Regions from separate parts of the Mus musculus genome. Here regions 2, 3, 4 and 5 are each linked to region 1. A link is a contact called in public Hi-C, HiChIP or PLAC-seq and Micro-C data. All regions are on one chromosome and are shown on one strand. The core of a region is the stretch at or near the end of the contact, and the rest is flanking DNA. Distances in the headings are between cores, read along the strand shown. Region 1 holds the start of Spats2l (spermatogenesis associated, serine-rich 2-like). Region 2 holds the start of Aox1 (aldehyde oxidase 1). Region 3 has its middle 130 kb from the start of Gm22371. Region 4 holds the start of Sgo2a (shugoshin 2A). Region 5 has its middle 140 kb from the start of Spats2l.

Region 1 (6,287 bases), core at 2,037-4,536:
CAGGAAAAGGTTAAGATCTGATACAGTTTCTTATTGGAGAACCAGAAGGGACTCCTGGACCATGTGATCCAGAGAAACCATAACGTATTAAGAAACAGAAGGATCTTTCATCATCGAAGGCACAAGATTAGTATAAGCTGTGAGGAGATGCTGTTATCATGCCCATAGTCTTTGGTCTGAGACTAGACAACCAACATGAAAAGTCTGTTATGCAAGAGCTAAACAGGAATGGGGAGTTATCAGTACCACAGCTAAAGATCTGTTATGATAGAATGGTAGATAATGTTTAAGAATTTTTTATAAGAAAATAAGAGTAGGAGCTATCAAATAGGCATAATGGAAATGCTACATACTGTGGATGTAAACCTTCACAGATCATTTCTCTCTACTAAGGTGTTTAGGGGGTCCTAGCCATTATAATACACCGAATGGATAAATCCTGGTAGGAATTCAACATATGGCCTATTTATATAACAAGCTTCACGGCCCTAAATTAGCCATTTTGATGTGTTAAGGAAATAACACCTTCATAAGAGTTGTCTTCAAAAGAGGAAAGGGAATAAAAGGTTTGCTTTTCTCCTATAATGTTTACTGTTTCCTTTAACTCTTTGTATAATGCAAATTCCATTTTAATTGTGCAATTCCACTTGATGGTGGAGTAGTGGTAGAAGGACCTGATTAGGTGAATTACATTCAACCATTCAGCGATCAATGCACACAACCATTTATAAGTCTGTCCACATGGCATATGCCCTTACATCCTGTGTCTTACTTATAGAAGTTACTGTTTCACATACACATATAGATTAGATTATCATAGTCAAGTAACAATGAAAGTACCAGAGATGGTCACCAGGGAAGCAACAGTGACTAAGCAGTGTCTATTAGATACATACAAAATGTACTCTCTTGTCATATGGTGAGAGTGGTGGCAGCAGCCTAAAATTTGCCATAAGCAACTTCTACTTTTTCCATTTTATCAAAACCGGATCTGACACTTGGTATCCTGACTTATCTCCTAAGATGTTGACTGTAGTTCTGTAAAGATCCTCCAGGGGAGACCACCTTTGCCCTTCCAAAAAAAAAAAAAAAAAAAAAAAAAAAAAAAAACACCCAGCCATGAAGGAACACCCACTGTTAGCAATGGTACTAGCCTCTGATTGTAGACTAAAAATGAGGCATTTCTAAGGCTTAGCTGCCGTTTCCAAGTAGAGGTGACCTACGTGGCAGCGCTTCACTGGCTGCCATGCTGTGCCCTAAGTGTTTGTTCCTTTGATCACCTCTTCCCACAATGGCCACTTGAAATTAGTTCGAGCAGAGAAACTAGCAATTGACCACTTTGGTGGGGGGCTCCTCACAACAAAACAGACACAAAAGAAGCCCTGGCCATTTTGCCTGACTAAATTAGCACACTACCTAAATTGATTCCTAGGCACTCATTTAATATTTCAGAAATTAAAGAACAAAAATTGCCAATTAATACACCCCTTTCCCAGATGTTCAGTGTTTTCCCCTTCATCTCTTAAATATTCTCTGCATTCAAGTTAATTGTATTTTTATGCAAATTCCCCCTTGGAGCTAGTCGTGTGTGTGTGTGTGTGTGTGTGTGTGTGTGTGTGTGTGTGTGTGTGTGTGTGTTTAAAGCCATACGGAATCTGACATGATTTCTGTTCTGTTGCTCTACAGAAAAAGGTTTTTAACCCAGCTTGAGTTTATTTCAAAACTCTAATTAGAGACTAAAGTAGTATTTGCCTTGTCCAAATAGAAAATCATTCCCAAAGTTGATTTTTTTTGTTCCTGGTTAAAAAACCAACAAACATCAGATATACAGATTTTTTAAAGCATTACAGTTCCTTGATAAGACTGTCTCCCATCTTCCCAGAACAGTGCTTTCTGGTTAAGTAACACAATTTCATAAGGCTCATAAAATATTTTATCCAGAAGGCAACTTTTTAAAGAGTTCTTTCAAAATATTTTTTTCTACTACTTGAATAGTCTTTTTCTATTTCTGACTTCCTGTCCTTTCTTTTCTCTGCCATACTGCACATTTGCTTACTCTCTGGAAACAGAGTCTGAGTAGCAATGAATGCTCCTCTAAAACAAAATTGAATGACGGTATAAAGACCGCACGACCTTACTCTATCTCTGCACAAATTCTAAAATTTCCGTGTCCCTCTCCCCTTTAAAATCTTCGGGGCTGCAAAGGGGTCAGATACTTTAGTATTTTAAATAAGCAAGTGAAATATTACATGTGTTTTATGGAAGGAAAGGACGGCGCTGTGGTTGAAGTTCAAGGGTTTTTCGCTAGTCTCACACTATAGAGATTGTGCTGCACTCAAAGCAAAATGCTGTCTACAAAGAATCTTTAATGAGTGTGTCAGGTCTCCACAACCTTGGCACCTGCTAAAAACCAGGACTGCTGTGAGCCGAAAACCCATCAAGTTCACAAATGCCGACCCTACTGCGCACTGGAAGGCTCCACTCGCAAGGAGGAAGGAAAGGATGGGAGGTTTCCGTCGCATTCCCGTCCAGGTGAAGGCTGGATCCTTCACCCCGGTGTCCGCAGTAAACACGGAACTCCCAGCAGAGCGCCAGAAGCTCTGCTATCTCCCCAGATGCGCAAAACTCAAGTTGTCTCCGCGACTCAGAAACGACCCTCGCTCCGGGCTGCAGTCCGCGGCGCCCGCGGGCTCCGGGGGGCTTTTCTGCCCAGACCCTGCAATGACATCGCTCGGTCCGGCGGCCTGGGCGCCCCCTCCCGCCTGCCCTGCGCGCCCTCGACGCGCGCACGCGAACGCTGGGACCCGATCCCGCCGGTGCCGAGGGGTGCGGGGCGCTCGGGACCTGCGGCCCCGCTCCGGGCAGGCAGATCGGCGGCGCGGAGCTGGAGCGCAGGGGGGCGCCCGCGTGGAGCAGGGCAGGCCGAGTCCGCGATCGGTTCCGCCGCTGTCCCCACCACCCGCCGGGGGAAGGCAAGGACCGCGACCTCCGCGTCCGGTCGGCCAAGCTCGGGCCACACCCAGTGCCCCGGGAGGCGGCCTTCGGGCGCTCGGCTGGTCGATCGCCCCCACCCTGGCCACGCAGGCCCTGGTGAGCCGCCCGACCCGGGGACCCGGGCTTACCTCGTTGCGAGCGCGGCTGCTCTGTCCCGGGCCGGGGCGCGGCGCTGGCGGCCCCTGCAGCGCGGAGAGCGAGCTGAGGGAAAGCGGCGGTAGGGCCGCTGGGCCGCTGGGCAGGCTGGATTCCTTCACTGCCTCAACTCCGCGCCGCCAGCCCCACGCAGGGACACTCCCGCCCGCGCAGCCGCCCCCTCCCGGCGGCCGCCCGCCCCTCCGTGTCACTCACCAGGAGCACACACCCCGCCGGCGCCCCTCGCTCGGGCTTGCACACACGCCGCCGATCACGCCTCCCTGGGTTTTGTATCCGCTCACACGCACGTTCTGACACGGATCCTGTCCCTCCACACGCCCTCCCTAGCTCCTTTCCCACCCTACTTTCTAGAAGAATCCCCCATACAGCTTCAGCACTTCATTGGCTTGCCCCGCACCAACCTTCTCCCCTTCCCCTCCAAACCTCCACCTACCCTAAACTGCCCACTACTGTCCAAACACTGGGTACTACCCGCGTGAGGAGCAAGAGAATCGCTCTTCCCTACCCAGGAAAACGAACTTTGCTGCCCCAGCACCGTCTGCAAAGGCGAGATGCTTCTCCGGACAGAAGGTAGTAATGCTTTCTGGGAGTGAGCCAAGCTCAAATGTAAACAAAGATAGCTTATTCGGAAAAGCCGCGGAAAATCAGGCCCTGGGATGAGCTCTGGGGGCTCAGCCCGACCTTTGAAATCAGACTGAGCTGAAGTGTTTTGGCTCCTCGTCTTCACTCCGGGTCTCACGCGGGCATCTAATCGTGCGTGATCACCCACTGAGCTGCCCTGAGCTACCCAGTGGCAGCGGCTGGTGATGTTTCTGCCTGGGAGTGCAGTAGTTGGGAGAGGAAAGGCAAGCATTATTCATGATGGACGCACTTTAGATCGCACACCTCTTCCAGAGGCAGCAGAGGGAAATGCAGGCTGCTCTCAGGTTTATTTTTGAAGGGTAACTTCCTAGCCGCCCTTTCTCTGAGCAGTAACTGTTCCTTGGGTGAGTGGGGTGGGGGGCTTCCTGGCTCTCAGCCCTCTACAAATATCAAATCAGTCGGTTTCGCCTCTCAAGCTCAGAACAGCGGAATTGTATTCCATTTAAGGGAGTCGTTATTTGAAACGAATTACACTTTCAGGTAACATTCGGATCTACAATACATCATAGCCCAGTTGACAAAGGTCACTCTGATTAAAAGAAGAGATGAAAGGAAATAACTCATTTTCTTACCTGACTGGGAGTTTTCTCCCACCCCATAGGCTGGATTGGTGAATGAGTGTGCTTTATTTAGTATCTGATCCAACCCTTCAGATAAACTCAGTGGGTAGGTATGTTTTTTTTTCGCTTATTTGCAAATAAAGAAAGGAGACAAAAAGTTAAATAGCTTGTCTAAGTTTTCAACTAGTAACTAGAGGAAGAATTTGAACCCAGTCTGGCCCAACCTTTGTGCAGACGGAAAAGCCAGCTTCTGTACAAGTCAAGGACAAATGCCACCCTATTGCTTATTGAATTTGAAAGAATTAATTAGTAACTTGGAATGATTCAACTTGGAGTGTGGTGCACATTTCAGGGCTTCTTGCAAAGTAAGTCGTTTAAGTTTTGAGCGAAGGTTCCCCCATGACTAGAATTCCAAAAACAAGTAATAAATTATCGTTTCCCTCAGGATGGGCTTTGGAAATAACATTGAACTCTGGCTTCATTCCTTTCTTCTACCACTTCATAACCTTCCTGGGACTCCAAATCCAACTTGCTTACTGAAGTCTGACAGAAAAAATGCTTTCAAGACCAGAGGGATGAAAGGGTTTTCAGAAGCCAGGCCTGGCCTTTTCATATTTGAGGGTGGCTTTCCAGTAAGTCATACCTATAATAATAACTGCTTTGTGGGCCAAGAGCAGAGAAGTCAAAACGTGGGACTGATGTAAAAACAGAGTAACAGTTACCGAAGGACAAACCTGACTCCAGCTCATCTCCAGGGCGTGGTGGCCCTGCCCAGAAAGGGCAACGGTCTGAAAACCCAAAGGAAACAATGCTATCTTTCAGGAGTTAGACCCGGCGTAGCAAGAGAAATCAGACTGCTGAACGTCTTATTGAGAGTTTCAAATCAAACTCAGACCTTTGATTGCTCAAAGTAATTTGGTTTGAAAAAAAGTAAAACCTTAAGGTTTAAAGCACTTGCTGAAATATCAGTAAAAGCGTCTTGCACATCAAATAACTAACAAGACAGCGTTTTGATGAGTCAAGAGTAAACAATCTTTAAAATCATATAAAATAGATCTGTACTAATATTACCCGGAAAGGTAAAAACCCAAAGAAATGGAATGTGAAAAAACAGCAACAACAAAACAAAACAAAAACAAAAACCAATTTGTGTTTTTAAGTAGATGTTGGAGAATTGTTTGAAAAAAGTACATTGTATGAAATGATAACCAAGAGTTTATGCCAGTATGATTCTCTTCAGAATTATTTTGCAAGATTATACTCATTTTACTGTTTGATTAACTAGATTTAAAAACTAGAGATCCCTTTTGTAGCAAACAAATGGCACAGCAGCAAATGTCTAAATATATAAGGGCAAAGTGTGTTGGTTTGTATTTCCTCATGTTTAAAATCTCAAAGTGATATTTTAAACCTGCAGCTACCGCTTTCTGCCATGTTGTCTCCTCCACTCTCAACCCCGTGTGCTTCCTGTAAGCATGGGGGTCAGTAAAGCTGACTGAACAGTATTGATTTCCGTCAAATGCCACATTCCTAGCTTTTCAATCCCCATTGTGCTAGATTTCCGAATCTGTAGGTGTGGGTCATTCAGAGCAAGGAACACCTTCAGGAAAGCTGGCTTAAGGCTTTCATCAGTTGCACACTGTCCCTTTGAATGTCAATATCTGCGTGAGTGGTATAGACAGGGAGTGAAGTAGTTGCTAGGTTCCAGGGCACCAGGCAGCATTTGGCTAGATGGGACTGCCTACCACAAAGAGATCACAGACTTTGACTGGGTATAGTCACTGCGTGGGATCCAGGTTATCTCCCTCAGGGAGGTGATGGACAAACTGCACCTGTTTGCAGATATTCCAGCTCTTTAACTGATGGGATTTCACCCCTTCGTTTGACTGGATTATGGCCCTGCAACTTGCTTCAGGCAATGGTGTGGATGAGAGT
Region 2 (6,287 bases), core at 2,519-5,018, 260 kb before region 1:
CTGGGTGCACTCTCTGCCTCTCTGAGCTAGCAGGCTTTCACCCCAGCATCTAGTTCCTTAGTCTTCATTGGTAAAATTGAACGATTGACATTTTGTTAAAACAACACCATGCCAGCTGCAGGATTCCTGAACCAGCCACGATTATTAAAATGATCCTCTCTTCCACCCTGAAACTAAGATTTCTTGAAGAGGAAACAAAAGGGCGGGCCTTCAGTGAATTAATACCAGAGTCCTTGCGTTTAAGAACTTAAAACTCTTTGGCAACATGTCTTTCATGAATGTCCCCTTTACCCCCTGCCAGCTCACTCCTTGTGAGCTGACTCATGTCACTTAGACAGTGTATAGGGGGAACAGAGAGGCTACCTTTGCATAAATGCCTGGGGCCACCCAGCTGAAAAGGCATCTTCTGCAGGAGGACCTAATTGAAGACTGCCTGAGAGACCAAGGATTGCTATGCAGACAATGCCAGCCAGTCAGAAAGCGCTGTTTAGAAGAGATGCTTTCTTGGGACCAATGGGGTACGGGTGGAGGGTATTAAAGGAGCTTGCAGCTGCGTTAGTCTCACCTCCTTCTGGACTCTGTGACTACTATTCTGAGCCACCTCACCTCCAACCCCCAAGGGCAGGTAGGGTGGGCCAGGACACAGGCAACAGCAATGTAGGGACTTTTAACTTTCATTACATTTACATTCAGGGTTCCTCTTATGCAGAATGAAAAGAAAAAGCCAGAGACCTGCTGTGCAGGTCACCAGAGCACAGTGAAGGTCTTCCAGGAGTCCCTGCAAAGGCAGAAGTCTGGCCTTTCACGGGGCTGTTCTCTCTAGTGGCTTCTCATGCCTCTCAAACAGCTCCTTGCTCTCTGCTTCTATCCATATAGCAAGTAGCAGTGAAGCTTGCTTGCCCGAGCTGGACACACGCTTCACTAGAGAGGGACACAAAGCTGACATGGTTTTTTTTGGTTTGCTAGTTTGCAGGGGAGGGGTCAAAAGATGGAACGAACAGGGACTAAGAAAATGGTCAATGAATGGCCCAACTTGAGACCCATCCCATGGGAAAAAAACCAATCTCTGACACTATTAATGATAATCTGTGATGCTTGCAGACAGGAACCTAGCATGACTGTCCTCTGAGAGGCTCCACCCAGCAGCTGACTGAAACAGATGCAGAGACCCACAGCCAAACATTAGGCAGAGCATGTAAAGTCTTATAGAAGAGTTGGAGGAAGGATTGAAGAACCCAGGGAGTATAAGAACTCCACAAGAAGACCAACAGAGACAACTATCCTGGACCCTTGCATGCTCTCAGAGACGGAACCACCAACCAAAGAGCATACAGCTTGTTCTTTGTGCGGGTCCCCTAACTGGAGTGGGAACTGTCCCTAAATCTGTTTCCTGTCTATGGATCTCATTCCCCTAACTGGGCTGTCTTAGTGGGAGAGAATGTTCCTAGCCCAGCAGTGAGTGACTTCAGGTGCCAGGGTGGGTTGGTACCCCCGGGTGAGGGACTAGGATGGGGGTGCTATGGTCAGGATATAAAGTGAATGAATGAATGAATAAACAAACAAATAAATATAAAGTGAATGAATGAATAAACGAAGAAACATGTAAATGGAAAACATAAAATCAAAGTATTTCTAGGGTGTTCACAGAACATTTGGTCCCAGGACTCAGTTCGAGGAACCTGGAGGTCCAGCATTGCTAACAGTGGGACTGAAAGAGGTAAGGTGAGCTTCGGGTAAAAAAGGACTTATTTAGTCTTCAAAATCAGTGCAGCACAAAGTTGTGTGCTTGTTAAGAACCCTGCTGTTTGGAAGCAGGAGAGGGAGGATGAGGGGGAGGAGGGAGGAGACCTCAGACTCAACATGGCTGCTGTCTTGCTTTAGACTCTTAGCATCATTTATAAAGCTGTACCCTGGCTCCTGACCACACCTCCAGCCCTAGCAATCTATTCCCATCATATGTAAACAAACATTCTTCTGCTCCAGGACCTTTGCACCTGGATATCTCTACCTGAAATTCCTTTCACATATATGTGTGTGTGTGTGTATTTGTATACACATATACATATGTGAGTGTTTGTGTGTGTGCATTTGTATACATATATGTCTATATGTGGTTTGTGTGTATGTGTCTGTGTGCACGCGCTTGACTGGGTCCTACTTCATCCCAGACACTGCTCCAATGCCCCCTGATCTGAAAGGTCAACGCATCCCCTCCATCCACCCCATCAGTTTCTGCTCATCACTCCGTTTTCATGCCAGCACCTGCCGCTGCTTGACACCACACTCTCTCCATTTATTTATATGCCTGTTGGCTGTTTCCCCAGCAGTGTAGCAGTGTCAACCCCTCACCAGCAGGGGTCGCATCCTTTCTGTGGTTTGCTATATCCCATAAGCTTAAACATAGCTTAGTATCTGTTAGGATGTTCATGAAAACACACAATGGATATTCATGATTGCTCTTTTCGCAATAAGTAGTGTTGGCCTGTTAGTAGCCTTGGAGTCTGCCTCCAAGAGGCAGTGAGGCTCCAGTGAGCGGCAATGGATTCCGTTCGTTTAGTAAGGACAGAATACACTCCAGCTTTTTCTGTTATGCAAAAGGAAACGGAAGGAACAGGGCAGCCATTTCACCCATTATTCTAGTTCACCTTCATGGTAGTCCTGTGGGGAGATGGGGGGACAGCTAATGGGTTTCATCTATTTAAGGATCCATCTATCCCGCTTCAGGGCCATGAAGCAGGGACTCATAAAGGTTTTTTTTTTTTTTAAATGGGGGCTTCTATGATTTGGGAGACCCTGTTCTTCAAGGAAGAAAACACATTACAAAACTACAGCAGTGTGACTCAACTTCATAGCCTCCGAAGAGTCCTCACACAGGAAAGGTCTGGTTGGCGCTAAACCTTCCTTGGCTTCCAGTTGGTCAGCCAGTGCCAGCTAGAACAAGGGCTCTGGCTGTCCCTAGCCAGACACAGGGAACACAGCGGGATCCAAAGGGCGGAACTGACATTGTGGACAGCAGCTCTCCACCCCCCACTCAAAGTGCTATCAGTTTACACAGAGAACACTCCAGATGAGCTGGGCCACTGCCCAGACGGCTGCTTTAAACGATGCCCAGAGGCTTTGCTGTCCCCAAGCAACAGGATTTGCCTGGAGCCGCCATAAAAGTCTTCAGAGCCAAGGCACACACACAAATAAAACAAAATGCCACACTCGGCAGGAGCCCCTGATTCTGGCAAGCTGTGCTGTGCCAGGAACTTGCTTTGGCTTCACCAAGTTGAAAAATCACAGAGTAGCTAGAACCAGTGCACCTCTGTGGCCCTGTTAAAGCTGGGTATTGCTCACCCAGACAAGCAGAGACTTGAGGCTACTTATTTAATTGTGCTGGAAGATCTTATCAGCCGGAGGCTTTAAGGGAGGGAAGGTCTGGATGCTCCCCGTCCGGAAGGGAGAGGCCCTGGGATTCAGACATTCTGAAATTCTTAGTCTTCCATGCGCTGGTCGTGATGCGAAAGGTCTGAAAAATAATCTGATCTCCTTTGAGTTTTATAATGCAGATTCCTATGCTGAGGACCCAATGAGACCCCATGCTAAGGTTTCAGCGAAAGCAGGGCGCAGGCTGGGATAGGGCCCAGAACTGGGGTCCGGGGTGGTGCAGGAGTCTGCCTACCCGCGGGCTCTCACCTTCTGGCCATTCACGTAGAAGAGCAGCTGAATGGGGTCCATGACTCCGAGGTCCCTAGCAGGTCCCTAGCAGCGCCAGTCCTTGCAGAGAATAAATTGCCCGAGGCTACAGGGCGGGGCTTGTCTGTGCTTCTAAGTCTCCACCCTCCCAGAAAGTTTTGGAAGAGCCAATGCTGCAGAGGTCCTAAAGGGAAAACTCTCCTGACACTACAGAGTGTGCCAGCGTGGGAGACAAGCTGAAATCTTTGGGTTTTGGCATCGATGGGAGAGAGGGGTAGCTGGGCGGCCAGCCTCAGGAAGTCCTGAGTCATTGCTCTAGTATCTGTGCCAATGCTTGCTTATTGAAGTGGTTTCCAGAATCCTCTCGTTTGTTTAGGGGGAAGGCAGCCTGGCTGTACTGCTGAGTCACTTCCCAAGAGTCCTGCGCCCTTAACCTCACTTTTTGGCTTTCTTTATATTTTAGAATCCACTTTATAAAACCTGGCAAGTCTCAAATGAGACCAAATTATTTTCCAGGCCTTAGTATATCTCCCTAGGTTATTTTATTCATGCAATACAACATCCCCACCCCTCAATACCCATTCACACAGGGTTTCTCTGGGTAACAGCCTGGCTGTCTTGGAACTCTTCTTTGTAGACCAGGCTGGCCTCGAAATCACAGATCTCCACCTGCCTCTGCCCCTTGAGTGCTGAGATTAAAGGTATGCACCACTACACAACATTTTTATTGTGAAAACTTCCCGTTTGTAGGTAGAGGAGAAGAAACCACATCTCAGCAATTCCAGGAGTGGTTAACAGTAAGTGGCTAACACCTCCTTGCTTCCCAAGGATCTTAAGCACATTTCAGACAGTGTTTTACCAGTAGACAGAAAACGTGTGTGTATGTGTGTGTGTGTGTGTGTGTGTGTGTGTGTGTGTGTGTGTGTGTGTGTGTGTAAGCATCACTATAAAGCTATGGCTAGTTTGGAATTTACTGGCTTTGAACTGACAGCTTCTATCAGCTTCTGCCTCTTCCTGAGTGCTGGAATCAAAGGTGTGTGTGAGCCTCCATATCTGTCAAACATTTTCTTTTTTGAAAAATACTTTATGTTTGACAGGATCTGGGGAAATGGCTCAGAGGTTAAGAGCTTCCAGGACCCAGGACTAGAACAAACCTGTTTTCTTTATAAAGTATCCAGTTTGGGGCATTCTGCTTTAGCAATAGTGAAGAGATTAAAAGATTAGATGAACAGATTAAAAGCTAGAATTCTTTTACTCTCCTGATGCCAATAATCTCCATTCTAAAATCTTACTAACTAGAGATGGCTCAGTGGCTCAGAGCATTTGTTTCTAACAGATTCAATTCCTAACATTCACAGTCTTCTGAAACTCCAGTTCCAGGGAATCTCATTTCCTTCTTCTAATGATCCAGGGCCCCTGGCATATGCACATGTACACATCTACTCCCCCCCCCACCCACACACACCTACACACACACACATACACACACATGCCCATATATATACACACATATACTCACACACATGCATTCGCATGTACATATACACATATGCACACACATACACAGGCATACAGACACACAGGCAAAACATTCATACACATAAAATACATATTTAAAAAATTAAGCTATTTCAAACCACCCTAGGTACACGGTGATAGTCTTTTTCAAAGCAAAGGGCTAAAACACAAGGTTTCAGGATCCATAGCTGTTTTCATATCAGTACATTGATAAATATTCCTAGACCATTGTGTATGTGAGTGTGCACACGTGCACTATTAGTGTTACTCGGATTCCCACCCATACTTCTCTACTCTGCCTTAAGGCCAGGATTTTGCAAATCATCTTTCTCTCTTGCCAGGCCTCTTTAGTCTTCAGCAACGCAGGGTCTTAGACGTAGGGAAGGCAATGAGGAAAATGTGCCATATTGTCTGGGTTGTGGGGACTCAGAGCAGCCACTCTGGCAGCACCTGCTGGCTCCAGAGTAGCAGAGCAGTGTCCATGAAGGCATGGACACCAGCAACAGGAGAGGCCTGGGGCTCACGCTTTTTAATTCCATCCTTTCTCTTCCTGCAGTCCCTTCTGTGGTGCCCCAGGGTCCCCTCCCTTCCTCTCGCTTTCTCAGTTCTTTAGAGTACTGCGAACAGTGATTACGGACTTTTATCTCTTGGTTGGGTGCTAATCGAATTTCTGTCAGTGCCAAGCAGCTTGACAAAGTCAGTACCACTCGACTCTTCAAAAACCACTCAAAATAATAATGGTTTATGCTGCAATGCGATTATAGTACAGGTTTTCTGGTCATAAAAGTCACCATCCTTTTCAGGAGAGGCATTCTCATAGAATTTAGAAACAAGACAAAGACGCTGTTGCCAGCACTACCAAACATTCTCAGGAAATGGACATGACTAGATAAGAAAAGCCAGAAAAGCCTGGAGAATTGTAACCAAGGAAAAACCCGGGCTTGCCTGCTTTCACTTCATACGGCTGAGCTGTACATGAAGCTGCCTGGTGTCTTAAAATTACACCTTTTGCTATTTCTCCCTGTTCTCCATCCAGCAGAAGATACTTTTGTTAATGGCTAACTGCAGGCTAACTTCTTAGGAAAAGGATC
Region 3 (6,287 bases), core at 3,053-5,552, 230 kb after region 1:
AGGAACCTAGAGAAAGCATCAAACCAGCTCTGGCAAGGTGTCCTACGACTTCCACACACATCTCATGGCATGCATCTAACGCACACACGCACACACACACACACACACACACAAATAAATGAGCAAATATAATGTAATAAAAATCAAAACAAGAATTACAGAACTGAACAGTACCTTATACCAAACAGAATACCAGTTGGATAGAATTATCAAATTAGACATTGCTGAAGAGGATCGAGACCCTTGAAGATAAGCCAGGGACTCTAACCCAAAGCTCAGAAATGAAAACAAGATTGCTTTGAAAGAGAACAAAGAGAAAAGAAGAAAAGAGATAAATAGGAAGAAAAAGATGTGGACGGAAATTAGAAAATTATTTATAACTGAGTAATAGTAAACACAAATGTTTACTAGCGAACATTAGCAGGCTGCAGAGATGCAAACACATGACTCATGCTGTAACTTAAGACATCTTTTTAAATGATTATCTAAGTTACCAATAAAAATAAAAAAGAACAGGGAATTGACCCCCAAAATAACAACAAAACAAAATTTCTGAAGTTCATAGCACAAATGATGTAAAAGTTGAGAATTAAAAGAGGGAACCCATAGAACAATTGGTTCTTTGGAAGAATAGTAAAGTTGAAAATATCCTAACTAACTAATCTGCCAAAATCCATACAAGATTGCAATTATGGAGACTAAAAGAGAAAAACCTATCACAAGTCCCTCCTAACGACATTAAAATGGCAATAAGGGAATGTTTTGAAGGAGTCTATGCCAACACATAGACTTTATATAAAAATGTAAAATTTCTTGAAAGACAAAATGTATGATAATATGCACAAACAGAAATAGAAAGCATAAGTTCTCATCAGTTGAAATTAATTTTTAATTGAAAACTTAGTCATGAATTCAAATTAAATTAATAAATTAAAGGGGAACCCAGACAGCTAGTTAGATGGTTCAGCAGTTGCATAGTGAATTCCAAGACAGCCGTAGCTACACAGAGAAACCCTGTCTTGGAAACAAAAAAGACAGACAGACAGACAGACAGATAGAGAATGAGAGAACAAACTGGCTTTTCTTCCAAAGGACCCAGGTTTGGTTCCCAGCACCCATGTCAGATGGCTCATACATTGCAGCCTGTAACTTCAACTCCAGGAGACCCAACACCCTCTTAAGACCTGCCTTCCATACGTATACACACATATATACACATGGCGAAATAATAGAAAAAAATCTTTAAAAAACAAAGCAAATCCAAAATAGGCCCAGATAACTTTCCTGTTTAATTTTATCAAATAATAATGAAATAATGATTTTTTTATATTTTATAAGATGTAATTTACTATTGCATTGAAATTATAATCTATAAGTCTTATAATTTTATGCTATAACTTAATTCATGAGGGATGCATAATTCTGATAGCTAACCATGAAAAAAAAATGAGGAGAAAACACAGTAACAAAATAATCCATATGAACATTAATGTAAAGATCCCTATGAAACTATTAGAAATTTGATTTTTCAATATGAGAAAAGGATAATACTTTATGACCAAGAGTTGATCCCTGGGATTAATGGTTGGCTTAACATTTTACAGTTGATGGTCATAAATTAATATAATTGGGGTTTGTTTATAATGCAGAAAAGACATTTGAAAGTTCTTCAATTTTCAGTCTGAATTTTAAAACTCCCTCAGAAATCCAAGGTGAGAAATGAGTTCTATCACTCTGTGAACACAAGACACTATCGAAGAATTCCCCCTGATGCCATTCTCATTGATGAAAGACTGGCTACATTTCTCTTGAGAAGGAGAGCAAGCAAACAGTTCCCAGGAAAGTAAACAGTGAGGCCATATTTTATTTGTAGAGAACATAACTATAAATATAGGAAATTCTAGAGTCCAAAAGTTATTGTAGCCAAGTGAATTTAGGGAGGCCATGGTATATGTGTCACTTATCCTGGTACAGCATTGCCTTAAAAATTAACAATGTAAAATCGAAAACACTTGTTACGTACTGGCTGTTGTAGCTGTAGATCAGCATAGAATGATGGTACAAGATTGTATTTTCAATATCAGGGAGGCTGAAGCAGAAGGATTATAAATTTAAGGCAGCCTGCATGACCCAGAGTCTATCTCAAATTGAGGAGCATCTGGGCTTATATTCCATGGATACTGCTTGCTTAGTGTGCACAGATTGGTTTGAGTCTAGTTTGGTCTCTAGCACCTCACAAAGAAAGAAAGAAACAAACAAACAAACAAATAAATTAAGGGAGGGAGGGAGGAAGGAAGGAAAGAAGGAAGGAAAGAAGGAAGGAAAGAAGGAAGGAAAGAAAGAAGGAAGGAAGGAAGGAAGGAAGGAAGGAAGGAAGGAAGGAAGGAAAGAAAGAAGGAAGAAAGGAAGGCAGGCAGGCAAAGAGAGAAGTAGGAGATAAGAAGAAAGGGAAGAAAGGAGGGAGAAAGTGGAGGCAAGAGTAGGAAACAAAAGGAAAATGCTAGGCACAGTTTAGTTGAGCATTCTAACTCAGGCTGTCTGAGTTAGACAAGTGTCAGCTGGGGCTGCCATCTCCTCTGAAGATGGTCAAAGCATCCCTTGCTGGCAACATCCCTCATGATGCTCCCAGTCCTTCCCTGCTTGTCTTTTGAGCCTCATGTTAGCCTTTCTTGTTGAATGATCTTCTGCCTCCCTCGTGGCAGGTGATCTCCATCATAGTGAACAAGAAAAAGTCAGCTAGGTTCAACAAGATGGAAGTCAGCTTTGAACTCCAACCCAGGAGTGTCTCTCACCTGTTTGGTTTTGTTTGTTAGGAGAACATTACCAAGTAGGTCTAACTCAGAAAAAAAGAGGAAGGGATTACATAAGAATATAAATACGAAAAGAAGATACCATGGGGTATATAGACACTGTCACTACATTCAAGATATTTGATCACCTCACAAAAAAAATATAATTGAAAATGAAAAAAATTTAAAACACTATTTGTAATATCATCAGAAATACAATAGACCTAAGAAACAGACTTCATGAAAAAAGTGTAAGACCTTTATAATGAAAACTAAAAACTGACACTGAGCTAAGTAGAAATTCTGAATTAGATGGCCAAATACATCTTGTTCATGCATTGAAAACTCAATATCATTGTAGTATCTGTTTTTGCTTTTTTTTTTAAAAACCAAATTGATCTGTGGTTTAATCCATTTCATCTAAGATGATCTGTAGAGTCAATATAATGCCAGTTAGCTCTCAGCAGGATTTTCAAAGATTGCAAACAAACTTATATGGAAATACAAAAGACAGAATAGTTAAAAACAACCCTGGACAATAAGAACGGTAGTGGAAGACTTAAACTAGCACATTTAAAGCTTAATGCAAGGCCAAGTAATTAATGTAGTGTGGCATTCTTTGAAAGATAAATAAATAAGAGTAACTGAAGCAAATAGAAAACAGACACAAAACCATGCTGATGTGACTTGATTTTAATCAGGGCACTTTAACACCTCTGGGAGAGAGGTATTTTTGCAACATGCAGGGAAAAATATTCTCACTGACATTTCACACCACGTAAAAATTAATTTGAGGGGTCAGTGAGATGGCTCAACGGATAGAATGTTTGTCATGAAAGCCTACCAATGGAGTTGATCCCCAGAACAAAGGTGGGGAAAGAGCACTGACTCCACTAAGTTGTCCTCTGTCATCAACATGGGTACCAGTGGCACCTGTGCACCAACTGCCACACACACACACACACACACACACACACACACACACACACTGTCACGTGCGTACGCACACATACACACACACACATGCGCAAGCACAAACATGCACACATATGCACATACATACACATACACACACATGGACATACACACACAGTAACAATAAATAAATAAAAGCTTAAACAGTTCATCTGAGCTGATCAAATAACCTAAACCTGAAAGCTAAAGCCTTAAGGAAAGCACAGGCATACAGCTCTGAAATGGACACAGGTTTGTTTCTTAGACAGTCCTCTCAGAATCATCATTATTAAAAACAAATGAGAAGATTCAGTATTAGAAATCCTACATCTCAAAAATTAATATTCAAAGGAGGAATGGTAAGCTGCATACAAGAGAATCAAATATTTCTGATACACTTAAGTAACAGAGGTTTTTGTGTCTAGAAGGAATTCACAGCATGGAAAGAACTTGTTAGATTGATTTAAATATCAGGGACAGGCAGTTCAGCAGTGGCCATCTCATGTTGCAGGGATGAGCTGCCAGTAGCTCAGTCCACAAAGCTGGATGGCTCAGCAATGGTGCCGTGAAAGCCTGGGGGGGATGCCTAGTGAGATGGAAGTTCTCTGGTCCACATGGACGTCCAAAACTGCCTGGTTCCAATGTCAGTTAAAATGGCAGTAGTGACAGCACCCACCAGCAAGAAGTGAAGGAAGTCTCCTTCTACCTCCCTGCCGTGGGGAGGAATACTCCGTGTGGGGGAGGGGCTTCCACCTTAGTTAATTCTTCCTGAAAATGCCTCACAGACAGACTGAGAGACAAACCGCTCCCTCCGTTGATAAAACTGATTAGCCAACACACCCAGTTAGCAAAAGAACTCTGGGGAAATGGATACTCATCTGCAGGAGGAATGTGAATTAGCACGCTTTGGGAGAATAATGTCTGTTACGCTTGAAGATAAGAATACTATTTGATCCAGCAATTCTACACTTAGCCCACAGCCCCTGAGGGAAAAACGTGTACACGTGCACAGAAATTACATACAGCAACGTTCATTACAGCAACGCATGTAGTAGGAAAATATTCTGGAAACCCATAAATGTTCCCTGCTATTAAAATACATAATCCTGCCTTCTTGTGCTATGATGTAATAGTCAGCAATGAAAATGAATGATGCAGAGCTAATTGCAGCAATGTGGATGGATCTCATAAAATAACATTGAGAGAAAAGCAAATTGCAAAGGGCTGCACACTGTAAGAAGATGACTTCCTCCTGGTGTCTATTATAGCCTGTTTTGTTTCAGGATGGATAGGCACACGACAGTTAGCTAGTGAGCTGAGTAGCAAGATGACAGCAGAAGACAACATAACACTGTTCTCAGTAAGAGAAACCAGAGGTCCAGACTCCTGCATGCTTTGTATTCTAGCTTTATCGTGATTTGCTAACTACTGGCAACTTACTTACCTTTGATGTGCATAGCCTTATCATTTGCTAACGGGCATAAATGCAGTATCTAACTCACCATACTGTTCTAGGGATTGGCAAGGAATGAATCCTTTTAAAGTATTTGTAAAGTCTTAGGATTATGTGTTAGCTCTACAGATTCTAGGAGAGAAACCACAAATCAGTGTGTGTGCATGTGCAGGAGAACGTGTGTGTGTGTGTGTACATGTGCTATCTCCTCCTAAAGGTGGGATTCAAGAGATGCACATTGGACATGGGTGAGAAAGGGGTTTGTATGTCAGGATTAAGGGGTTTCCAAATTGGGGGGGGGTATGGCAGGCAAATAGGTAGGTTACAGAAGTGAAACATAGACATAACAAGTTGATCATAACCACCTCTTGTAAAACAAAGACATGTCTGCAAGGTAGCCATAACAAGGTGGTCATAGTAACCTTTTGAAACGAAGGCCTGGTTGCTGTTTCCTGGAACAGGCAGTATAGAACCATTTGTAGTTAAGGTTATAGGTGGGGGATAGCCCAGTCCTTGAGAAACAGATTTAATCATACATAGAAATAAACCTAGTTCGTCTTTACTATATAACATGGCTTTCAAGCCTAAGATGGAGGCAGGCTGGTTCATCACATGGTCTTCTGAGTGACTGAATCTAGCAAAAGTGTGAGGGCAAGAGTCTGGAGAATGGCTCCTCCTGTGGCAGAAGAGAGTTTTCAGGACCGGGGATATGGCTCAGAGACACACAGTGCATGTCTCTTACATGCAAGGCATGTGGTGTGTTCTGATTCTCAGTGCTATAGACCAAACCAACCAACCAAACATACCAGAAAAGCGGTATGTAGGGAGCTCCTACTAGATTTCCTATATAAACATTTCTTAAGCCAGATGCTGAGCAGTGCAGATAGATAGCTTTCTGTGGGTTTCTAGTTGGGGTTTTGCTTTGAGTTTTTGAAACAGCCTCAACTCTGTAACCCAGAAAGAGCTGGAACTGATTATACAGCCGAGGCTGACCCCAGAGTCACAGAGATCCTCATTCTTTAGCTTGCAGTGTGTTGGGAATATAGGTTTTATGTTGTTATTATTGATGCCTCATATATTTCAAAATTTAG
Region 4 (6,287 bases), core at 1,613-4,112, 220 kb before region 1:
TCCCGGAAGGAGCAACGTCCTGACTTAAAGATACTTAAAACATTTTGGCTCAGTGTAAGTCATGGGTGTGACATCAGCAGACAGACAGTACATTTCCCAGTGTAGCCAACATGGGCATAAACCATTGAGATAATTTTTGGGAACAATAAAAGTTTATCCTAGGAAGTTTCCCATCTTCATGGGTTTTTATTTATTTATGTTGTTTTTGTTTTTGTTGTCTGCTTGCCTTCCTAACGCCTTATTGCCAGGATTCATAAAATCTCATTTCCAAAGTGCATAGTGCTTTCTTGGTGAACTCTGGCCTATATAAAATCATGTACTACCACACCTGATCTTGGCCAAGCACGTCTACGTGACTTATCACCTGACTGCCACAGAATGAATGCAAAGCAAATCTTTTACTCTCTGTAGCTCTTTTCTTGAGAAACCACATTGGTATTGTCTTTGCATGAGAAGAGGTAGCTGCCTGGGGGCAGGCCAAGGGCAGATTGCAAAACCATTCAGCAGAATAGCTGAGAGCCACAGAGAGGAAAGAGCAAACAGAAAAAGTACCAGCTAACAAAGTAGTCATTTTAGTAGTTTTCTATATTTGCTAAAATAAGGTAGGTACTTACTTAATATTTTTGCTTTGATCTTTGAAGCAAGAGAAACATTCAAATTTGTCTTTGCAATTCTGCCCTTCACTCGTCTCTGAATTCCAGAGGTAACAGTGTCAACTTTTATCCCTGGGTACTCCATTTCTGAAGTGAAAGGAAAAGAAAAGATGGGGTGGGGTGGGAGACCAGCATAGTACTGAGTGATAAGAGAAAAAAACTGGTAACGATCCATTCCAAAGCCCAACCACCATGACTTACAATACACTGTCGACATAATGTATTTGCAAAGCCCTTTACATAAAGATCTTAAAATACGAACTTAGAGAATCAGGAGAATTAGTGAATTCCAAAAAGGTAAATACTTTTGTTTTTCTATTCAAACCTATATTATATCACCATGCCTAGTGGACACAATGGGCTACCAGCAGAAGACAGGATAGGGTCCCTGCTGTCATGGAAAGAAAAGTCCAGTGTGACACAGACACTGTTGTTACTATGCAAAAGTATAACCTTAGATAGGCAAGTGGACCTTCATGGAAGCACAAAAGAAATGACTCACTCAAGGGGCGGAAGAGGGCTTGGAAAGAGAGGAAATTACAAGCTTAAGTCTAGATTTATGGTCTACACTGGTTAACAATGTAATAGAATTGGAAATAAATAATTAGTATGACAAGAACAATGACTTTAACACACAAGACATTAAAGAAGTGCTAATGCTAACTGGGCAGAGAAAACAGATCAGAAAAAGCTTCACTGAGGTGCAGGTGGCGATGCTGGGCTATGTGCTCGAATGGGGTCAACGCCCCAAACCTATATTCCCGCCACAAGCCACTCTGCTCCTTGCTCTGAGTCCACAGAACAATCTCAGTGTTCCTTTTATGTCCATCACAAAAATCCCTAGATTCCACAAGATTCCTCATTATCTTTACCTTCCTCACCCTAACTGCCCTCCAACTCTTCCCAACCCGGAAGCGGTCCTATAGTAGGCTACAAAGTGACCTAGTCAGGTACCTGCAATTCTCAATCTATACATAGTCTGCAGATCTAGTATAAGGATCCAATGAAAAGATTCTTATTTATCTAGGCATCCCTAACGCCATCACAAACATCTTCACGGAGAAGAGCAGAGATTAGGGTAATGCTGACAGGCAGAAGTTTCTATTAAATGTGTTTTCTGCTGAACTCTTAGTGCCTGGCACATAGCAGCTCCTTGGATAAACATTTCTAATAGAAATATATATGAACACATGAAAGAACTTCTCAGTAGAAAAAAAATCTGCCCAATGTTGAAATGGTCATGTTTGAAAGCATTGAGCAGATGTGGAAAGCTGTTAAGCAAATGACCGAGAAGATGGTTGGGGGCGGGGGGCGAATTTCTGCAACGGGGAGGAAGTTCACTAGGAACGTTTCAACAGTAAAGTTCAACTGTTCTAAAGTTTCGCCCCCCCCCCCCACCAAAAACAAACAAACAAACCATAAAACCGCAGGGAAGCTGGTAGGCTAATTGCAGGTTTTCACCTCACAATCTGAGCAGGGAAACAAGGAGGCTAGCTGCAGATCTTCAACTTTCCCTCCAGTCCAATCCCCCGTCTCATCCACAGCCCTGTGGCAGACCTTCTACTGTGACCTCTTCTCATTCTTTGATCCCACTTCTGAGGGGGGCGGGAATAAACAGATCCTGATGACACACCCTGCTTTCCTCCCTCCTGTGGACCCCCATGCCACGCCCTAGCATATAGCACATCTCCATTTCTAAGTGTCAGCTCCCAATACCCAGATCCCGGCCAAGCTATTAGTTCTCTGTTCGAAACAAGCCTGGCAGAAGCCCTACCCTGGAGATGCGTGTAGGTGCATCCTTACCTACACGAAAGCAGCCGTTTCAGACCTGGTCACAAGGACCTAGATCCCTTTCCCTCCAGGTACTGACCTGAAAACTAGTGGCGACCCCTCGCCCAGCTGGGAGCTCAAAGTCAGAACAGAGGTTACCGCCCCGATCCGAAGGCGGCTCCGCGTCCCGGCTCCGCGTCCCGGCCCTGCAAGCCGACGCGCGGCGGCGAGGACTGAGGCGCCAGGAGTGGCTACCGAGAAGGGTTCCGGCTTCGCAGGCCTTGCTGGCCGCGCTGGCCTCGTCCACGCCTACCAGCGACCCCTTCAGCTGTGGGTGCCCACACTTGCCAGGGAAGCGCGACAATCCGCGAAGACCAGGATTCAGGTTTAAACTGCGCGGCAGTTAGCGTTTATGCTCCAGCCAATCAGATTCCGAGAAGGCGGCGCAAAGATGCGCTGCCACCCGGAAGTGGAAGACGGAAGGGGCGGGACGTACTGGAGAGGGTCGAGTGGGCGTGGCTGGGTGAGCCGGGCGGGCTGCAGCGAGCGTGAAAAGGTTCTCCTTGCCTCTCTGAGCTTCTGGTAGCCATTTCCACCAGCCCTGACAGAGAGGGCCATTCACCACGGATAAAGGGACACTCTGAGGGTTGGCAGGCACCTCTAGTCCTTCGCAGGGCTTTGTGTTGTTCACTGTGTGATTATTTGTCTGCATCCAGTTTCTGCATTCTTGCCTTCCAATTGTGATCCTTGCTTCTTTACACTTCACTTAAAAGCCTTTCTCAATTTTGCACTTGGAAGTGCTGCAATGATACTCCATTTTAGCAGAGTACACAGAGTGGCATTTTAAACTATTTCAACTATATTTTAAAATGTGTTAGTCTTATTTTTCAAGTCAGTTTGGTTCTTTTTACAAAAGGTTAATAATAATATATATATGTAGAATTTCGAGAAACGATATTTTAAAAAACTGCTCTGTTCCATCATATTAAAAATACAAATAGAAGCCAGGCAGTGATGGTGCATACCTTTAATACCAGCACTTGGGAACCTTTAATACCAGCACTTGGGAGGCAGAGGCAGGCAAATTTCTGAGTTCGAGGCCAGTCTTGTCTACAGAGTGAGTTCCAGGACAGCCAGGGCTACACAGAGAAACCCTGTCTTGAAAAACCTAAATAAATAAATAAATACTACAAATATGGCATTTAGAGGTCATGAGCATTTGTTGCAAAGGACCCAGGTTTAGTTATCAGCACTCACATGGTGGCTCACAGCCATCTGTAACTCCAATTCTGGGGAATCTTATGTCCTCTTCTGGCCTCTGCAGGCACCAGATATGCATATGGTGTACATACATACATGCATGCGTACATTCGGGCAAAATATACATATAAAATAATAAATCTTTTAAAAAGAACCTTGTCATCCCTAGGTGGGGCAGTCTCTGGATGGCCTTTCCTTCATTCTCTGCTCCACACTTTGCCTCTGTATTTCCTCCTGTGAGTAGCCTGTTTCCCCTGCTAAGAAGCACTGGAGCACTTTGGTCTTCCTTCTTCTTGAGCTTCATGTGGTCTGTGAATTGTATCTTGGGTATTCTGAGCTTCTGGGCTAATATCTACTTGTCAGTGAGTGTGTACCATGTGTGATCTTTTGTGACTGGGTTACCTCACTCAGGTTTTCTAGTTCCATCCATTTGTCTAAGAATTTCATGAAGTCATTGTTTTTAAATAGCTGAGTAGTGCTCTGTTGTAGAAATGTACCACATTTTCTGTTCCTCGGTTGAAAGACATCTGGGTTCTTTCCAGCTTCTGGCTATTATTATATTATGATATACATTATAATATTACATATAATATATCATAATATTATACATATGTGTGTACAGATATATCATAATATATATATATGAACATAGTGGAGCATCTTATGTGTTAGAGCATCTTCTGGGTATATACCCAGGAGTGGTATAGCTGGGTCTTCAGGTAGTACTATGTCCAATTTTCTGAGGAACTGCCAGACTGATTTCCAAAGTGCTTGTACCAGCTCGCAATCCTACCAACAAGGAGAAGTGTTCCTCTTTCTCCACATCCTCACCAGCATCTGCTGTCACCTGAGTTTTTAATCTTAGCCATTCTGACTGCTGTGGGGTGGAACCTTAGGGTTGTTTTGATTTGCATTTCCCTGATGACTAAGGATGTTGAACATTTCTTTAGGTGCTTCTCACCCATTCGTTATTCCTCAGTTGAGAATTTTTTGTTTAGTTCTCTGGAGTCTAACTTCTTGAGTTCTTTGTACATATTGGATATTAGCCCTCTATTGGATGTAGGGTTGGTAAAGATCTTTTCCCAATCTGTTGGTTGCCATTTTGACCTATTGACAATGTCCTTTGCCTCACAGAAGCTTTGCAATTTTTTTCTTTTTTTTCCCCCCCAAGACAGGCTTTCTCTGTATAGCCCTGGCTGTCCTGAAGCTCACTCAGTAGACAAGGCTGGCCTCGAACTCAGAAATCTGCTTGCCTCTGCCTCCCAAGTGCTGGGATTAAAGGCGTTTGCCACCACTGCCTGGCTGAAGCTTTACAATTTTATGAGTCCCATTTGTCTATAGTTGATCTTAGAGCATAAGCCATTGGTGTTCTGCTCAGGAAAACTTCCCCTGTACCCATGTGTTCAAGGCTCTTCCCCACTTTTTCTTTTAGTAGACACCAGATTTAGTGTATCTGGTGTCATATGGAGGTGTGGAGGTCCTTGATCCATTTGGACTTGAGCTTTGTACAAGGAGACAAGAATGAATTGATTTGCATTCTTCTACATGCTGTCTGCCAGTTGAACCAGCACAATTTGTTGAAAATGCTGTCTTTTTCCCACTGGATGGTTTTAGCTTGTTTGTCAAAGATCAAGTGACCATAGGTGTGTGGGCTCATTTCTGGGTTTTCAATTCTATTCCATTGATCTACCTGCCTGTCTCTATACCAATACCATGCAGTTTTTATCTCTATTGCTCTGTAATACAGCTTGTCCTTCTTCCCTTTTTAAAACAATAAAGCATAAATAGCCATCAGTGTGAAAACAGGTCAACATCCTTAGACATCAGGGGAAAATAAATTAAAACTGCATTAAGATTACATCTTATCCCAGACAAATGGCTATCATTTAAAAAAAAAACTGATGAAAATAAACAAATCCTTATACATTGCTCATAGAAATGCAAATTAATCCAAACTGGAAAAGAGAAATTCATATGACTCAGAAGCTATACCACTTCTGGTTATATGCCCTAAGAACCCTAATGTTTAGTAGTTAAACTAACCAGTATTTAGTTTACCTAACCTAATTCATCAAATATTCAGTACATGTTATATGTTTCTTTTTTTCGTACTCCTTGTAATTACAAATTGACTAAGGTCACAGAGCTATTGAGAGCCACATCTGGAGTCCAAAACCAAATATGCATGACCTCATGTGGGTCTCACACTAACCATAGAGCCTGCATTGCTTTTCAAAACCAGAAATGACTCCTCTTCCTATGCCAGTCCATCTCCTTTTGGCCATCACTTCCACATACTTGCCTGAAGGCTTACACTTGATTAAGCAGCACACTTTCATTTCACTGAAAACTTTACCCTTGTTTAAATATTAAAAGTTTGGGGTATCATGACTAGCATAGTTTTTAGATGTCCTACTCTTTAGTCAAGGCTAGCCGAGACTCACTATGTAGCTCCAAAAAGCTCTCAATTTTGTAGCAACTCTTCTGCTTCAGCCTTCCATGAGCTGGGATCACAGGGTGAGCTACCACCCATGAGAACTCCTGTAACCATGTGGACTGGTTCAGCCTTGGATGGGGCCATGCTAATCTCGTATCCTTCCAGTG
Region 5 (6,287 bases), core at 1,787-4,286, 140 kb after region 1:
ACCAGTTCTGCTATGTAATAAACACCTCAGTGTTACAAAAATTTTTAATCCCAATTTGAGGTTCCTACCCAGCCTTGACCATTTAGTTCCCGGATAAAACACACACACAATATTTATATTTATAATAAGCCTTAAACATCACAAGGGCTGGGAAGATATCTACCCTCTATGCTATTAGAATCTACTTTCCTATCAATAACACTGAGTTATCACTATGTTTCATCTGGGCTGGTCTTAACTCCAATTGCCCAGCCATTAGGGCCATGTTTTCATGATTCATCTAACCCATGGTGGCGTCTCTCTCCTCCCTTCTTTCTCCTCATGATCCTCCTCCAACTATCAAACCCAGGAATCCTAAACCTTGCCTATGTCTCTGCTAGCCAGCTATTATTAGCTGTCAACATTTTAATTTAATCAGAAATAACTTGAGACAAAGGTCACAGAGGCACTCTGTTCTACATGTAGACTCCCTGATCTCAACCAGGTATTAGAGGCCTGCACTTAGCATTGCAACGTAAGAACAAACCTAGAGAGATTTATGATTTTGCCTAGTTTGTGGCTGGACTGGGGCTCAGCTGCATAGTTGTGATGTTAGTTTGCCTTGGGTTAACTCATAGGACTTAGAGTCAGATGGGAGGAACCTCAACCCCTGGTTCTTGGGCAAGGATGACCAGAAGGAATGTCTTAGATCAAACCCTGGGACTTGAAGTCCTCTCTGTCTCAAACAATTTGTGGATGTCTACACTACACATGGTTTGTTTACCAGGGTAGCCAGATTTCTTTATGGGCCAGGTTATTTGAAATGACAACACTGGAGGCTTCTAGAAACATGTTCAGAACTGGCACAGCACCTTTTTCAGCAATAGTCTATTGATAAGGTGCCCAGATTCAGTGTGAGATAACACACACGTGCATACTGTTCAGTGGCGCTTCCCTCAGGGACTGGCTAGTCCAAAATATTTTAAAATATTTTTATTTAATTCAGAGTATTACCAGGCACCAAAGTGTCAATTTAATGCGTATACCATATATTACATTTTATTCTCAGTGGGATTTGGAAAAAAAATACCCCAACAAAGCACATTGATATTTTTGTAACAAGATATTTGACTAAGTGGAATACCCAAAGGAAACAAACAGTCTTGTGTAAGGTAAGATCAAATCCTGGTGTTTTCAGAGAGTTTTTGATTTTAAATTGTGAAGAAAACATTATGAACCTAGATTTTAAGCCAATGTAACTTCTTAAAGTCAAAATAAATTTGTTATCTTGTGTGTGTGTGTGTGTGTGTGTGTGTGTGTGTGTGTGTGTGTGACTAGTGATGGTTTGGGTTCTCTGGGAAGCAAACAGTTCTGGAAGTGTGAATAGTTTGGAGCTAGGGATGCCTGTGCAAGATGAAGAGAAACTTAGTACAGGTGGGGATATCCCCCATGTTATGAAGCAAGCCTATATACTCATGAAAGGGAATGAGAAAAGAGTGGTGATTGGGACATTCCAGGTTCTCAGCCTAGGGAATGGTTCCACCCACTGTGGGCAGGTCTTCCTACAGTTAACCTAATCAAGATAATGACCACATACATGCTCAGAGACCAATCTACCAGGTGGTTCTAGATTTCATCAAGTTGACAATTGCAATTAGCCACCATAACTTCCAAAACCTTGTTGGCCACTACATGTTCTACAAGCACCCAACCCTGAGTCTACAATATTATTCATGAAGTCTTCTAAAGTAATTGTGTATCAGTGGCTGAGTATTGTGAAGGGTAAAGAAAAGAGACATCTACAATAACTCTCACCAAAAGTCCTACCTAACATATTAGATTTTTTTCTCAGAAAGAAAATTCTCACAGGTAATTGCTCTAATGTCTATTATGTGCCAAAATTCTATGTAAATCAGTGTGCAATAACTATTTTTTTCTCTAGCTGTGTCTGTAGGACTATAATGATATGAAGGCAGAGGAGAAATACTTTGCAAGGCTCCTTGGCAGCTGAGGAAGAAATTCTAACACCACAACAGAAGGAAAATAAATTTTAAGATGGAAGAAAGTGACTAAAATTAGCATTCTTATTCAACAGGTGAACCTTGTTTCTAGATGTTATCTTTACGAATCCTCCAGCTGAGCCTGAGCTCCATCCATTCTGATACATCCTTGATAGGATGAGCCCTGGGTGAATTTACTTTCCTCATAGCACAGTCTGTCATGGTAGGGAAGGTATGGTGGTGGGAATGGAAGGTCAGGAAACAGAGAGATGGAAGCTAGCTCTCAGCTCTCTTCTTTTCTATTCAGTCCAGAGCCTCATCCCATAGGACAAGGCCATCCAGGTTTGGGGTGTATCTTCCCTGTTTTCTTAAACCTTTCTGGAAATACTCTCACAGGCACACCATGTTAACAATAAAGTTTCTATAAGTTTGCAATGAAGATGAAGCATCACATTATGCTTCTGGGGATCAAACCAGACTTGGGAGGCTTCCACTGTGAACATGGCTGCCCCATACATCAGGCTAGAGCCAGAAATTAGAGGGAGTTAAGCAGAGTTCTCATTCCCAAGCAGTTCCCTAGGGGAGGAGAAAGCCTTGTAAACAGTCATGACTTGGCTGGAGAGACAACCTCATTAAGGTATGATGCTGTGAAGATGCATGGCAGATACCACATGGTCAATACATGGAAGGTGAGCCTGAGATGGCACTGCTGTTCTGTGTCAGCATCTTCAAGATGGAAATGGAATGAAGAGGTTTCTATAGCAATGGAAGCGTGATCATGTGGAGGCTGCTCCAGAGAGAACAAGAAGCTGCTGTGGGGAGCTGTGGGAGATGAAGCCAAGCAGTAGCCATTCTGGAAAAGTTCTTGACAACATGGGGGTGGGGTGGAGGCTGGATGCCTCCTGTGGGCCACAGGTAACACAGGACTGTGTCCCAGACTAGTCACTTTGGGCTGACTTCTCTGGAGTGGGTGGGGTGAGGTACTGATATCTCAAAGCAGCCTTTCCTATGAGATCCCTACATACAGCCAGCCATCTCTGGCACTTTGTGGTCTTCTTTCCACTTGTTCTACACCCAGACTGCTGCAGCCAGCTGGAGTGGGTGGGGGAGTCAGTACAAACAACCCTTGATGCCAGCATTTTACCTCCAGCCTACGAGTTCCCAGGAAAGAGCTTCTAGCAGCTGCTAGTGCTTCCCAAGGGAGCCTGGGCAGTTGTCTTTTTTTTTTTTTTTTTTTTTTTTTTTTTTTTTTTTGGCATGTGGTGAAAGACCTAGTGGAGTCTTGCCATGCCAACCCACCAGTGTAATGGTTTCCTAGAGAAAACCTAAGTAGACTGGAGGACTACTGCAAGAGAGCCCTGTTCCCCCCCCCCCGCCCCCCCGCCCATACACACACACATACTCAGGACCCATTTCTGGTTAGTTGAAGCCTATCACTGTCAGAGATGAAACACTGAATTCACACAAGCCTGGAGGAACCGACCTAGAAAAGAAATGAGTTTCAGTGTCATTGAATAATGTCCTTTTCTTTTCTGTGTAAAGCAAGAATTTGAATTTTGAAGGCCGAGATCAGTGAAGTCAACAGGAAAGGAAAATTGCCAATATATGGCAAACATTGTGCTAAATGAGTTAGAGATTATATAAACTAGTTCTTCACAAACTAGACAAGATAAAGCCCTGACTTTTTCCAAGACAAAGCTCCAAGACTCAGAGATGTTGGATCCATTGCTTAGAGTGAGTAGGATTTAGGATCCCAGAGTTGGCATGGCCCCAGGAGAAAATGAAGGGGTTGGGGGGTCTTAAGATATGGTTCTTCAACTAAATATTGTCAACTTGACAGGGTCTAGAATCAACTAGAAGACATGGGCATGCTTGTTTGGGGTTATCTAGTTAACTTCTGGGAATGTCTGGAAAGGGTCATCTTGAGGGAGTAAAACCTACCCCCCCCCCAAATGTGGATCACAATATTCTACAGGTCAGAATTCTGAACTCAATGAAAAGGGTACCGATGGCCAACCAGAAGCATCCATCTTCCTCTGGTTCAAAGGTGGATATAACTTGACCAGCCGGCTTTAAGCTCTTGTTACTGAGTTTCTCAAGATCTCAGATGCTTGACCAGGTAGGGAGAATCCGGGAATCCAGGACCAACAGCAAACTTTTTTTCCTGAACCTTAATCCCACACAACAAATATACAAATGGATGTTATCCCCAAATCACAACAACTGCCAATTTAAAAATATTTAAACCACCCTCCTCACCCAAAATTCTAATCACCAACTAATGTCAGCTGAGGATTTTTTGCCTCAATTGGTACTATCTCAGAAGTCTGCATGCTTAGAGAGTTCCAGAATCTATGCTGAGGCAAAAGCCTTCTGCTTATGTTAGCGCTGCTGATCACATCAGCTACGCAGGTGGCGCTGATCACATGGAGCAGGTAAGGCTATCTTCCTCCTGGCCAGCAGTCTCATATTGTTTCCTCCTACCTCTGGGGAAATTTCTCGGAACAAAACATAAAACTCACTCAGTCTAATGTGCAAATAGCTAACGATGCTTAAAGTGATATTTCTCTTAGGAGTATTTTCATGTTAACATTTTAAGCAAGATAAATTAAGCTTTATTAGAGAAACAGCAGGCTTTGTTTCAAGGTAGAACACCTTTAAGGGTAAACAGAACATTATTAGTGTTTCTTAAATCACACTATACAAGTAGTTCTTTAATTTTTCAGCTAGATAAAGTCCTTTCTGTTTTGTTTTGTTTTTAATAATCAAACCAATTCTAAATGAATATAAGTTCATTAAGTTGAATAGACTTTGGGTCTTGTTAGTTTGGGTATGTAATATTTTATTTGTAAAGTTTCTCTTTTAAATAATAAAGGTTATAAAAAGGAAAGAAACCAACTAAACAGTCCCTCAATATATCTGTCCAGACAATGGAATAGTATTCAGCCCTTAAAAGAGATGAGATATCAAACCATGAGGAGAACCTTGAATAAATATTATGACATTGGAGGAAGAGGCTACATATTACTTGCAGAAATGCTAACAATTTGGAGAAAGTAAAACTAAAAATATCCATCGGTATTTTCCATGGTTGTGGGTGGGTAAGATAGAAGGAGCACAGGATTTTTACTGAAGTGAAACTACCATGTATAGCATTGGAATGATACATGCATCATTACAAGTTTGTGCAGAATTAAGAATGTATAGGGTACCATTCTGAAAGGGGATATTGACTATTCGGAGGCTAGCATGTGCAGGGGTGGGGGTGGGGGTGTATGTGAAATACTTGAACATTCAGTTCAGTCATGCTATGAGTCTGTAACTTCTCTTAAATATTGTATGTGGTGTGTGCGTGTATATGTGTTTTAAATAACTACAATCGGTTAAAGTAAATCGAAATTTCTGTGTGGATGGCAATAATGAGTTAAAATGCGTTGAATGTTCACTAAAAACTAGGCACTCACATTTGAAAGTAATTTCATACTTCATCTCCTTTATGAGTTGGGTATTATTATCATGTCAAGTTCATGTACAAGAATCCAAGTTTATAGATTCCCAGTTAGTTGCCAAGGAAGCTTGTAGCATGCTCACTTTACAGCTAAGAAAACTGAGGCTTAGAGACAGACACAGCAAGTCTTAGATACTCTCCATGTACCCCTACCCCCACCCCGCAATACAGTTCTCTTTGTAGCTCACAGAGAAAGCAATATTTGCCTATTTAAATTCATTTTGTTGTGAGATTCTGATTTTTATGTAATGTTTAGCAAAAAGCTAAGTCTTTACATCTGAAACGAGTATAAACAAGTCCAATTTGGCTCACATCACAGAACAAGACTGATAAGGGCAGTCTCCTGTGAGGCTCATTTGTGGACACACATGACTATATTGTTTCTTAAGTGGACATGGAAACCACAGTGATTATGATCTTTTGAAAAATTCATGGTTGAAACAGATCCAATTTAATTATGAGATTGCCTTACGAGGTTGTTTGCACAATTCATCAAGGGAAGGAAGGGACAGAGGTCATGGAATTCACACGCACACGAGCATATGCATCAGGGTCTCTCTCACACACACATGGCCTCATATCTGGCTTGATTCAGAATCAGGAAATTTATAGTTAAAATACAAACCAGTTTTATTTGTGTAGACTGTCAGAGAAGCAGAGCCAGGGGATGTTCAGTTAAGAGCTAAATGGTGACAGTGCCTGAACCTCGAGTGTGTATAATGAAGATCCCATATCTTCCCACTTCATATGGGACAAGTGCTTCAGGAGGAGAGATGGGCTACATGCAGAGTTGGGCTACA

The links. A called contact is a pair of places that touch in the nucleus more often than the background predicts. HiChIP or PLAC-seq counts read pairs in DNA pulled down with a chosen protein or histone mark.
Region 2: a contact with region 1 is called in a Micro-C map of embryonic stem cells, with 4 times the contacts expected there. The contact joins the promoter of Aox1 here to the promoter of Spats2l in region 1. A contact is called at or near these places in 2 of 39 promoter capture datasets (cranial neural crest and second pharyngeal arch cranial neural crest), 17 of 484 Hi-C or Micro-C datasets (the AML12 cell line, the AtT-20 cell line, Sertoli cells and 9 more), 11 of 115 datasets of contacts at active chromatin or transcription factors (astrocytes, bone marrow-derived macrophages, embryonic hindbrain and 4 more) and 4 of 9 other capture datasets (adipose tissue, embryonic stem cells, liver and 1 more).
Region 3: a contact with region 1 is called in a Hi-C map of nephron progenitors, with 3 times the contacts expected there. The contact joins the enhancer-like site here to the promoter of Spats2l in region 1. A contact is called at or near these places in 9 of 39 promoter capture datasets (the 3T3-L1 cell line, cranial neural crest, embryonic stem cells and 4 more), 1 of 15 datasets of contacts at CTCF or cohesin (large pre-B cells), 8 of 484 Hi-C or Micro-C datasets (cardiomyocytes, cerebral cortex, cortical neurons and 4 more), 15 of 115 datasets of contacts at active chromatin or transcription factors (the NIH/3T3 cell line, craniofacial prominence, embryonic forebrain and 8 more) and 1 of 9 other capture datasets (liver).
Region 4: a contact with region 1 is called in an H3K4me3 HiChIP or PLAC-seq map of embryonic stem cells, with 28 read pairs. The contact joins the promoter of Sgo2a here to the promoter of Spats2l in region 1. A contact is called at or near these places in 10 of 39 promoter capture datasets (cranial neural crest, embryonic stem cells, frontonasal cranial neural crest and 6 more), 4 of 484 Hi-C or Micro-C datasets (the HL-1 cell line, embryonic stem cells, granulosa cells and 1 more), 11 of 115 datasets of contacts at active chromatin or transcription factors (embryonic forebrain, embryonic limb bud, embryonic stem cells and 4 more) and 2 of 9 other capture datasets (adipose tissue and liver).
Region 5: a contact with region 1 is called in a Hi-C map of cerebral cortex, with 3 times the contacts expected there. The contact joins the enhancer-like site here to the promoter of Spats2l in region 1. A contact is called at or near these places in 2 of 39 promoter capture datasets (liver and second pharyngeal arch cranial neural crest), 2 of 484 Hi-C or Micro-C datasets (cerebral cortex and forebrain), 7 of 115 datasets of contacts at active chromatin or transcription factors (embryonic limb bud, embryonic stem cells, forebrain and 2 more) and 1 of 9 other capture datasets (adipose tissue).

The regions. Positions count from the first base shown.
Region 1 is chr1:57,771,860-57,778,146 of GRCm38.p6, reverse strand. Spats2l (spermatogenesis associated, serine-rich 2-like) reads right to left here and starts at 3,286. Exons shown (of 14, transcript NM_144882.4): 1 at 3,123-3,286.
Region 2 is chr1:58,027,450-58,033,736 of GRCm38.p6, reverse strand. It overlaps Aox1 (aldehyde oxidase 1), which reads right to left and starts at 3,768. Exons shown (of 35, transcript NM_009676.2): 1 at 3,679-3,768. The coding sequence starts at 3,720.
Region 3 is chr1:57,544,691-57,550,977 of GRCm38.p6, reverse strand. No RefSeq gene overlaps it. Among named protein-coding and RNA genes, the nearest start is that of Gm22371, 130 kb to the right of the region's middle. Within about 2 kb of position 4,302, at least 8 of the 459 cell types and tissues checked have an H3K27ac peak or open chromatin away from gene starts, as enhancers often do. A contact at or near this core is called in nephron progenitors, where this site is marked.
Region 4 is chr1:57,992,549-57,998,835 of GRCm38.p6, reverse strand. It overlaps Sgo2a (shugoshin 2A), which reads right to left and starts at 2,862. Exons shown (of 9, transcript NM_199007.2): 1 at 2,524-2,862; 2 at 615-740. The coding sequence starts at 738.
Region 5 is chr1:57,631,005-57,637,291 of GRCm38.p6, reverse strand. No RefSeq gene overlaps it. Among named protein-coding and RNA genes, the nearest start is that of Spats2l, 140 kb to the left of the region's middle. Within about 2 kb of position 3,036, at least 7 of the 459 cell types and tissues checked have an H3K27ac peak or open chromatin away from gene starts, as enhancers often do. A contact at or near this core is called in cerebral cortex, where this site is marked.